Linked DNA regions of Triticum aestivum: region 1 is linked to region 2. A link is a contact called in public Hi-C data. All regions are on one chromosome and are shown on one strand. Each heading gives the region's core, a stretch centred on a gene start, on an enhancer-like site or on the middle of the called end of the contact. The rest is flanking DNA. Distances are from core to core; before and after follow the strand shown.

Region 1 (5,631 bases), core at 3,077-5,576, 320 kb before region 2:
CGAATTCGTATGTGAAAGGAGTTTCTAATGATATAATTTTGTATCATACTCCCTCCGTTCCTAAATATTTGTCTTTCTAGAGATTTCAACAAGTGACTACATACAGAGCAAAATGAGTGAATCTACACTCTAATATATGTCTATATACATCCGTATGTGGTAGTCCATTTGAAATCTCTAAAAAGACAAATATTTAGGAACGGAGGGAGTATATCTCATATACTAATAATTTTATCATTGGTCAAAGGCTACCTCGAAAAATGTATTAGGCCCTATATATATGGATGGAGGGAGTATCATTTTGCTAATTGTATAGACTTCAAAAAATGTGTAAAAAAAGGAAGGAAAACAGGCTAACCAAAAGTAGCTGATCTAACACCACAAAGCAGACTTTCTAGGGAACAACCTGTCATCAATGTTTCGCATGGTCCATTGTGGAGGAGCAACAGTCTGACTCCTAAGGTTATCAAACCCCTGCAGTGCAGTTTATTAAATGGTTAGAAGTGGATATAACAATTAACAAATAGCTTCTTTAACTACTGCACAGAAGAAGAACGCAAGGGGAACTATACCAGAACAAATGTGCAACCACTAGGGTCACTTGAAATAACCTCAACCTTTGTAAGATGTTTCAACTTGTAAAGTTTAGCTGGCTGAAACGAAAGGATCAGGTTAAGTTTCTAACAGGAGACTGAAAAGCAGAGGAAAAGTACCACAGAACGTAGTGAAAATCCTTTATCTGAACGGTTGACGATGCATATAAAATTCAGATAGTGGGGATGTTATGCAGACATGATGATTCATGAGGTAGACAATGATCGAAATATAGAAGTGCATATGCAGCATTAGCCAATAAAACTACACAAATCCAAACAGTTTTTTCATCTGGTTGACAACCGCATATCTACGTAGGTGAAAGCTTTAACATAATTAATGCCACTAGACAAGCCAATGTTGTAACTCCTGCTACAAACTGGAGAAGTATTAACAGGGAAGATTTTACAGTATATAGGAAACAAACCTCGAGTACTGCCCCTGATGAATATTTCAATACTCGGAGAAAAGCTTTATCTGCCTCGCCTTTTGACGAATGTTTAGCTGCATGAAGTTAATACTGTTTAGCACATGCTGTAACATCTTGTATAATAGAACAGTTATTGTCTAATAGTTTCCTAGCACAGAACAATTGAGCCATAATAGATTGTCATCCAAGCTACAGCAGGTAAATAAAAATATTAAATCTTCACCATTGAAGAAGCTAATGATGTATCTTTGTGTACATATCGTTTGGGTGGGCAATGGTGACTGAAATACAACTATAATTGACTAGGTTTTTTTGCGGGAAAACTTTCGATCAATTCATCTTCAATCATGACAGTACAGCGAACACCAGAAATAATAAAAAATACATCCAGATCTGTAGACCACCTAGCGACAACTATAGGCACTGAAGCGAGCCGAAGGCACGCCGCCGTCATCGCCCCTCCCTCGCCGGAGCCGGGCAAAATTTGTTGTAGTAGACAGTCGGGAAGTCGTTGTGCTAGGGCCCCATAGGACCAGCGCACCAGAACAGCAACCGCCGCCGTGCATAGATCGGAAGGATCCAACCCGAAGACACACACACGTAGACGAACTACAACCAGATCGAGCAAATCCACCAAGGACAGATCCGCCGGAGACACACCTCCACACGCCCACCAACAGTGCTAGACACACCACCAGGACGGGGCCTAGGCGGGGAGAACCTTATTCCATCTTCAGGGAGCCCCGCCGCCATCTCGTATTCCTGAGCAAGACACAAACCCTAACAAAACTCGAAGGAACGTCTAAAAATGAAGCCCTCCTGCCGGCAAGGGCCGGGGTCCACCGAGCCGCCATGCCCTAAGGCCACCGGAGACGAGGAGGACCGACGCCAGTGCCGGCGGGAGGCAGAGGAACCCTAGGCTTTTTTGTGACTCTCGAGTTTGTTATTGCTTTCTCTATGGCGTCTTGAAGACGAACATATCTAACTATAATTGACTGTAGTTAACCAGGGAGGAAAGGATTAACTCTCAAAAGAAAATTCATTCCACTTAGATTATGTTCCTCAATCCATCCAATTAATCAGTGTTGCAGCGAACCTCTCCTTGCACCAACAATTGAGTAGCAACAAAGGGCGTAGTGCACCAAGCAGAAACTGGACCAATCCAAGAAAATTTGAGCACTCATAGTGTGCTTCGGACAAAAAAGGAGAAGACATTACCACTGGGATCAGAGTCATCTAGATCATCGTCTCCCTTCAAACAGTTACAGATAAGAAATTCCTGAGTAGGCTATGGATTTACATATTGGAATTGACAATCCCAAAATAAAATTTTGTCAACCCAGCAAGCATAAATGTAAACTCTACTGGCAATCCTACAAGCAGCCCAGCAATCTCTGCTAAAAGATCAACACATAAACTATGTGAAAAAACATATCCCGGCTCCTTGAGTTACATGCACAAATTTTCAAGGCCTGTTTGGGGACGTCCTATGTTAGCGTTCATCCATGGGAAAACTACAGATTGCTGAAAGACACTGCCTGGTTAACCTGAACTGGAGAACTCCTGGGTCGATTAAGTACATCCACAGGGAGAAAATAAGTACCTCCTAAGTCCTAAACCATTTGTCCTTTGACAAGTTATGGCGGTCTCTCTCCAACAGCGCGACACATGAGGTGCACAAGGCCTAGTTGATGACAAATCAACAAATTTACTGATGCAATCCAATCCCATGCATCCTAAGACCAACGATGGCATGTACTACTCCAATGCCATGGTCTCACACAAATTTCATGCTTTGCTTTTTGTTTCGTGGCTTTATGGACGGATACACTTCATCCACGCGTTGTGAGTTTGATCCCAATATAGAACTTTTCTATTGGATTGCTTCCATGGATTGACTTAGAAGTTTTCTTCTAAATTTTCCTTTCTTTCCTTTCTGCTAGGTCAGTTTGACCTCTCCGTTCACTTAGTTTTCTGCTCATGGCCATTCTGTTCCTTCTTACTGCACATTCCAAATGATCGAGATTTTTGCAAGTTGAGTGCAAAAACTTGCTTATTTCTGTTGCAGAGCAGGCAGCAGCAGTGCCCATGCGGCAGCACGGTGGGATGGGATCAGATGGCCTTGGATGAATTTGTGTACTGATTCGCTCGAGGCTTGTGCACCTGATAGGCTGCGCCCTACAATGATGGCCCTCATGAGTTGTGAATGCTCATTGTCATCTCTGATCAACCGCATCACAAGGATATACCCAATTAGCTCTAGCACCTCGCTCGGTCAACTCTAGCTATAGGTCACCTGCTCCATTGCTAAGTTGTGCAAACGATCCATGCATTAGGTCTCCAGGTGCCATATTTGCACTTCACTGATCTCAGCTCTGCATGGTGAGAGCTCTAGCTGACAAGTTACCGTATTTATGCACCCTGGATGGATCCGGCTAGTGAATGTAGGCTACTTTCAACATCGGCTGCAGCTCTAGCTTCCGTATTTATTTTTCAAATTGTGCACCCTTGCAGCATGTAGTGATATTTAGTTTAGGTTTGCAGCGCCACATGCAAGAAAGTTCACTGATTTTGGACATTCAGAGATAACCGCGTGAAACAAGTGAAGAAAATGGATCTGCCGATTCAGCTAAAAACCAGCGGACGTGTAGTGACCTGGTCAACCAAACCAACCCAGCTACGATCATCAGTTGGATCCAAGCTACCGAGATCCCAACTCTCGCATGCCGAACCATAACAACGGTCTCATGGGTCATCAGTTGAGAAGAACAAGATTCGGCTGCAAACAACTCCCTGGGTGAAGCAGCAAGCAAAGGCTCTCCAGTCAACGAAACCAGCACCGAACTAGCCGCCTGGAGGCTGCCCCAACCAGGTCAAACCCTCGCCGCAGCAGCGCAGAACAAGCAAAATCGAAGCAGCGATATATAGTAAGCTGCACGGCAGCCACTACGCGGGGGGAGAGGAGGGGAGGGAGAGGGAGGAGGAAGCACTGACTGGTGAGCGCGAGGACGCGGGGCTTGGCGAGGCGGCCGAGCTTCTCGAAGATGCCGCGGCCCTTGGCGACGCGGATGGAGAAGGACACCTCCTCGCCGCGCGCGCCGGAGGCCGCCACGGCGGCCGCGCAGGCCCGGCGCAGCTCCGCGTCGTCCGCGCTGGACTTGGCCATTCGCGCGCCTCTCGCCGGCGCCTGGCTCCCGGCGATCTGGGAGAGGGAGGGGGGCTTGACGCGGTGGTGGGGGGAGAGGAGGGGAGAGGTTGGTGATGGGCACCGTGCTGCTGCGCTGGTGTCGCCTCGGAGTGATTATTGGTCAACAATCATTTTCTGGTGGTTGTTTTGGGTTTTTATTACGGTTTACATACATTTCGCTTTGGGGTTTGGACAGAGAGGAGCGGGCGAGGCGGGTCGGAATTGGGTTTGGTTGATTGACTTGGTGGGACTTGCGGTGGAACCGGGCAGCCCCGACGCTCGGTCTCCGGTCCGGCACCAGGCTCTCGGGTCGGAAGTCCCTGATAATCAGCGAACTGGCCATAATTAAGCATAATAACATATTTTTTTTCTACTTTTTTCAGAGTTTCCCTTTTTCGGCAGCGCTACGCGTAAAGATCCGTCGCATCGCGAACCACTGGATTCAACATGGGATAGCCCTCGGATCCAGCTCCTAGCTTTGCAACAAGGATGATGTCGCGCTTCGGATGTTCGCAACAGAGTTCGAGTTGCGGAACTTTTGCAACAGAGGTTTTGTTGTAGTTTTTCTTTTTCTATTTTGCAACCGAGGTAATGTTGCAGATTTATTTTGGGCAGTGCTACGCGTCCGTGGATCTGCATCATCAAGTGGCCGAGCGGCGCTCCCCACCTTTGCAACAAAGTTTAAGTTGCAGAAACTTTTTGCGACAGATCATGTTGCGAAAAACTTTATACCAGGAGTTATGTTTTAGAAATCTTTTGCAACAGGAGTTATGTTTCAGAAACTTTTGCAATAGAGTTCATGTTGCAGAAAAATCGTCTCGCTCGCATCGTTGCACCGTCGTGTTTTCGTTGTAACATTCCCCATGTTTCGGAAACATAGACGATGTTACAATCCGAGACTTCATCGATCTGATCTTTTGCAACAACAGAGCTCGTAGCGTCGGTGGTGGGCGGCGGCCGCCGCCGTTTTTTCACCACCGCCATCCAACCCCCTGAGCCCCTGCAGTAGGCGAAAGGATGTGGTTTCTGGCTGGAGGAGCAATTGTATTGCCATGGCTGGGAGCTTGAGATGGATAGCACGTGCTAGGAGAAAGGATGAGCAGTCGGTGCTTGTGAGGATAAGGATGCATTGTTACTTGCTGGTGTTTCCGGAGAGAGAGGGCGTGGGACCAAGAGAGAGCGACAGGCATCCATGTGTCGTGGTGTTCTCAGGGGGGGGGGGTTGCGAGGCGACAGATGCCACAAGGGCTTAGTGTGAGGGTAAGACTGCTGCTGATAGGACCGGGAGCGGGTATGCGAGTAGCACGCGCTAGTTTACCCAGGTTCGGGGCTCTCCGAAGAGATAATACCCCTACTCCTGCATGTCTGAGTATATCTGGTATATCTGGTACAGAGTTGCTCCTAGAGCTGTATCTGAGCT
Region 2 (5,386 bases), core at 853-3,352:
TCATCAAAATATTTGACGGTGAAGTTGGGACTGTGACGACCACGTGCTACAGCCACAACGGTCACGAGCTACAATGGCGGCAAGGGAATGTTGCAATAGCAGACAACCGCGGCGACCACTTTGCTACAATTGCATTCCCCGGATTTTGCGAACCGTTCGCTATAAGCCCTAGGTGTTGGAACCGGTCGGACGCGATGCGGCAACCATGGCCACAGTGCGTTGGAATCTGTCGATCATGATGTTGCGTGCGACACATCATGGAGTGATGAGTGGCACACCATTGAGCGACACCGTGTGCAGCATCGCAGCGGCACCAGAGGCGGTGCAACGTGTGGTGGGACTGCAAACTTCGAGCGGGGACACGATGACGGCTACGGGGACCGGCCATCGGTGGCCTTGGCGATGCGCACTTAGAGACACGAGGGAGTCCAGTCAGGGCGCCCCTATATCTTGTGTTCAGCGAGCTAGTAGGAACCATCGCTGAAGGGTGCACGAGTTGGGCCGGCCCAGGCGTGTGGGAACAAGTGCCTCATTTTTTTCTTCACATTTTTGTTTTTGTTTTTTGTTCTTTTACTTTTGTTTACACTCCTAAATATTCTAAATAAATATATTAAAAAAACACTCTACATAAAACATTTTAAAAGTTCTGACCACACATTTGAAAAATATTAAATGCACATAGAGAAAATATTTATGATGTGTACGAAAAATGTACAAAAGTAAAATAAAATGTGTATGAAACAATTTTATCATATATTTTAAAAATGTTAAACAAGCATTTGAAAAAAATGTTGACCAAGTGTTTAAAAAATGTTAATTAAACATTTGGGAAATGTTAAATGTGTATAGGGAAATATTGACCATGTATTAAACAATAATGGAAAATTTTGGTCATGTATATAAAAATGTTAATCAAGCATATGAAAAAATGTCGAATAAGTATTTGAAAACATCTTAATCAAGCATTTACTTTTTTAATGTGTTTATAGAAAACCATGTATTGAAAATTGATGGAAAATTTTGATCATGTATATAAAAATGTTAATCAAGCATTTAAAAAATGTTAAACAAATATTTAAAAAATATTAACCAAGCATTTGAAAAAGTTAGATGTGTTTAGAGAAAATGTTGACCTCGTGTTAATTTAAAAATGTTAATCAAGAATTTAAAAAGTTTAAAAGTGTGTATAGAAAAAAGATTGATCATGTATTAAAAAATTAATCTTGTATTCGAAAAATGTTAATCAAGCATTTGACAAAATGTTTAAAATATGTATAGAAAATATGTTGACCATGTATAAAAAATGTTAAATGTGTATACAAAAATGTTAAACATATATTAAAAAATGTTGTTGACATATACAAAACATGTAGAATGAAAACCAAGAGAAACAAAGAAAAAAATGGAAACCGAAAAAGAAACAAAATAAACCAAAGAAAAAAGAAAATAAAAACAAAGAAACAAATGCAAAAATAATGAAAAAAGAGAGAAGAAAACGGAAAAGCAAAAGAAGACCCCCCCCCCCCCCCCCCCCGGGCGAGAATAACGGCTTGACTCGCTTCAAGTAGGTCGCGCCTTTTAACTTATCACGAATGGTAGGCAGGCACGGTGGCTAGTAGCGCTGGCTATCTTCGCGGTGACCAGGGATCGACCCCTCACAAAAATGGGCCGGTTTAGTAACAACCACGAAAACCTCAAGGCAAGACTTTCTACAGACTCGCTTAATGCGAGATATAGTCGCCGCGGTTCAATCGCTTGGGGAGCACGTCAATCAATCAGACCATTAGAATATTCGCAAAAATATAAAATCAGACCATTAGAAGGGGCCAGATCGTGTGGCTGGAGAGGCCACCGATCTGATCTGCCACCTATCCACCGGCGCCTAGCGTCAGCCCACAAAAAGCAACAAAGAAAAGGAGTACTTTTTTGAGAGAGAGAGAAAGAAAAAGGAAAGGAAAACCTTTGTTTTCAGCCGGATGATTTCTTCCGCGCGTAAACCGCTCCCTTCGCTTGACACGCGTCACGCTGGGCCCCACACACCGTTCTCTCCACTTCTCCTTATCCTTTCACATGAGCCACACATTTTCCTTCTCTGCTTCATCCCCTACCTCCCTCCGCTCGTGCATCTCGCACCCAACGCTTCTTCGTTCTGGCAGCTTGTCTCTCATCGTCGCACCGATGCTCGTGGATCTTGCTGCTGCAGTGAAGCCGCCGGCGCTGCGTCAGGTGCTTCATCCCCTACCTCCCTCCGCTCATTCATCTCGTACCCAGCGCTTCTCCGCTCCGGCAGCTCGCGTCTCGCCGTCGTACCGATACTTGTGGATCTCACTGCTGCAGAGGGGAGCGCTGCAGTGAAGCCGCCGGCGCAGCGTCAGGTGCTGCGATGGTGCACGGCCGCGCCGACGGTGGCGCTGCAGTGAAGCTTGCGGCGGTCGTCGGGGTGTTGCGGCGGAGCATCGCCACACCAGCGGTGGCACTGCAGTGAAGCATGCGGCGGTCGTGGCGGCGGTCACGGCGGCGCTACAATGAAGCACGCGGCGGTCGTCGGGGTGCTGCCATGAAGCACGGCTGCGCCGGCGGTGACGCTGCGATGAAGCAGACGACGGGCGTCGGGGTGTTGCGACGGAGCATTGTCGCGCCGGCGGTGGTGCTCCAATGAAGCAGTGCGGCGGCTACCGGGCTGTTGCGATGGATCACCGCCGCGCTGTTGTGGTGCTCTAGTGAAGCATCGCCGGCGCTCGTCTGTGGAGCATCTCTGCGCTAGCAGCGAGGGGACGCAGTTCCTGCTACGAGCCGGGGTGGTGCTGCTTCCCCACGACGACGTGATTGTGTTTCTTCACTGCGGTTGCAATGAGAGGAGAAGGACCATGCTAATGCGTTGACCGGTCCAACAGCTATGAGGGGATGGATCCAACGACTCAACACCAGATCGGACGGCTAGTTAGCCGGATGATTTTCTAGCAAATCATCCGGCTGATTCGTAGCAGCCGCCAAAGAAAAAGGAGTACTTACTAGTACGTAATTTTGTGACCGGAGCGAACGAGGATCTTGAACACAACGGCATCCGCACGAGGCGACGCCCGCCGAGCGCCCAGCGGAGTCCTAATCCAAGCAAAATCTATATGTTGCCGATCAGATCATCGCGCTAAGCCCGCGGCCTCCAAACCCTCGCCAGCCAAGCTCCGCCTCGCCTCGCCTCGCCGCCATCCCCGCGCGCCCCGTTGACGAATCCAAAACCCCTCGGCGCCGGCGGCGGGCTCGCCCGCCATGGCCAGCGACGACGATTGCTACGACTACGAGTATGACTACGACGAAGACGAGGAGGAGGAGGAGGAGGCTATGGAGGCCGACGAGGACGGCCTGTTCGAGGACGACACGCCGATGCCGGATCGCCCCGCCGATTGCTGGGTAAGTAAGCCCATCGACCAACGCCGCCCATTGCGCCCTCGGTTACTGCCCGATTGAATCTTTACCGAATCGATCCAAGAGAAGAAGAAAATCGAAGGCGAACAAATTAGGGTCCTGGGGTTTGCGCGGAATCTCTGTTTTATTACCTAATCGGTGGGGTTAATGTTGAGGCTTCCATAAACTCTTGCCAGATCGGCTTCCGATGGGGGATTGTGGTATGGTTTTATTGCGCCCACTGGTTTCTGAATTCAAATGCGATGCAGGTTTATTTACTGATAAAAGTGGAGGGCATCGTTAACGACAATATACTAATAGATGGTTTGATTTTTAGTCTTGGCAGTAAGATATTTAGTTCAGCACAATTTTCATCTATTCGCTCTCGCTGTCAAGGTATTTTCAAAGGAATTTGGATTTCAAAATAGTCCACATAGTTTCTTTTCTTCTTATAGAAGCCCTTTGGATCACATGAATCCTACTGTATAATATCCCGGCAAATGGCTCGACAGAAATTTTGGAGAAATCATAAAACGAGCTTTCACTCGAGCAGACTCCCTCTGTGTCTTGCATGGGCTCTCTTTCTTATCAGTGTAAAATTTGATTGGACAATACAGAAATTCTCCTTGACGCTGATTGACGGATTGCTGTGGTTGCAATAACCTAGTCTTAAGTTTTCAACACTCATTTTTTCCCGAGTGGTTTGCTTTAGTTGGATTAGCTAATATTTATTCTGCTGTTTTACTGTAAATCAGAAGATGCACTACTGAACTACTCTTCCATCTGTTATTGCAGGCAATTACACAAGAGTCTCTTTCCACTGCACAGGTAACTAGAGTCACTATACTAGGCACTGCTTGGAGTTCAGATTATACGTGTCTCCCAACTGTGATCAGAGGAGTAATGTACAATATTCTCTTTGGTTCTCTACCTACAGCAACAAGATCTATCCATGGTAATGAACTTGCTCAACGTCAAGCAGCACAACGCTCGTGCTCTCCTCATCCACCATCGGTGGAAGATAGACTGCATCTACGACCACCTCGACAGGAAGGGGCGAGACCGCATGTTCAGAGAGGCAGGCATCGTGCTTCAGGAGAATATCAACGGCAAGGCGCTGCCCTCAAGAGTGGTGAACTGCATGGTGTGCTTTGATGAATTCTCTGTGGGTGCCGTCTCCATCATGGAATGTGGCCATTATTTCTGCAATGACTGTGAGTTTTCCCCTTCACAATGTTTTATCTTGTATCTTTACAGTTTAACTTACTAAGAATCTTTTGCTAGTATTTAGGGCTAGCATTTTACCAACGAGGGTACACTTGACATGCACAATTTAATTTTCATGTATGGACATAACAAATCCAAATCATAGGAGCAAAATTTTTGAAAATACAATACTACATGGTATCACATAGCATAATAATTTCAACAGTGTACTTTATTGAGTTATAATAAGGTCAACACACAATTCTTTAGCCCGAGTTAGCCAAGCAAATTTCTCACTCTATAGCGAAATGCAGTTGTTCCAAAGGTTTGTCTTTGTTAATGGATTATCTATTTCTCAATAGCATATGAAATTTTTATTTCTAATTGACTAAGTTGCTTATCATCAGTCCTAAAAATGTACAAAAAGGAGTTTGTGCAACATCAACTTGCACATTTTGTAAATCCTATATAGTTGCACAGAATTTATAAGATAGGATAAAGTGTAGGTTGCAACCCGTCGTCCATTTGAATGTGCACTTTTTTTTTTCTTTCGAAAGTAGGCCCCAGAGGATCTCAATTTCTTAAAAAGGGAATAATAGAGTTGCCCCGTTAATTAGCATCTTATACATAATACTCCCTCCGTTCGGAATTACTTGTCACGAAAGTGGATGTATCTAGACATATTTTAGTTGTAGATACATCCATTTTTATCCACTTTTGAGACAAGTAATTTGGAACGGAGGGAGTACCAGACAAACTAAACCCTCGAGTATCAAAA

Evidence for each region. Hi-C and Micro-C count contacts between places; a contact is called where the count stands out from the background.
Region 1: a contact with region 2 is called in a Hi-C map of leaf, with 6 times the contacts expected there. The contact joins the promoter of LOC123096085 here to the promoter of LOC123096082 in region 2. A contact is called at or near these places in 2 of 5 Hi-C or Micro-C datasets (both in leaf).

Annotation. Positions count from the first base shown.
Region 1 is chr4D:46,571,126-46,576,756 of IWGSC CS RefSeq v2.1, reverse strand. LOC123096085 (exocyst complex component SEC3A) reads right to left here and starts at 4,326. Exons shown (of 25, transcript XM_044517684.1): 1 at 4,019-4,326; 2 at 1,022-1,098; 3 at 573-653; 4 at 407-474. The coding sequence starts at 4,190.
Region 2 is chr4D:46,250,930-46,256,315 of IWGSC CS RefSeq v2.1, reverse strand. LOC123096082 (probable E3 ubiquitin-protein ligase ARI1) reads left to right here and starts at 2,102. Exons shown (of 5, transcript XM_044517682.1): 1 at 2,102-2,226; 2 at 4,198-4,230; 3 at 4,340-4,616. The coding sequence starts at 2,179.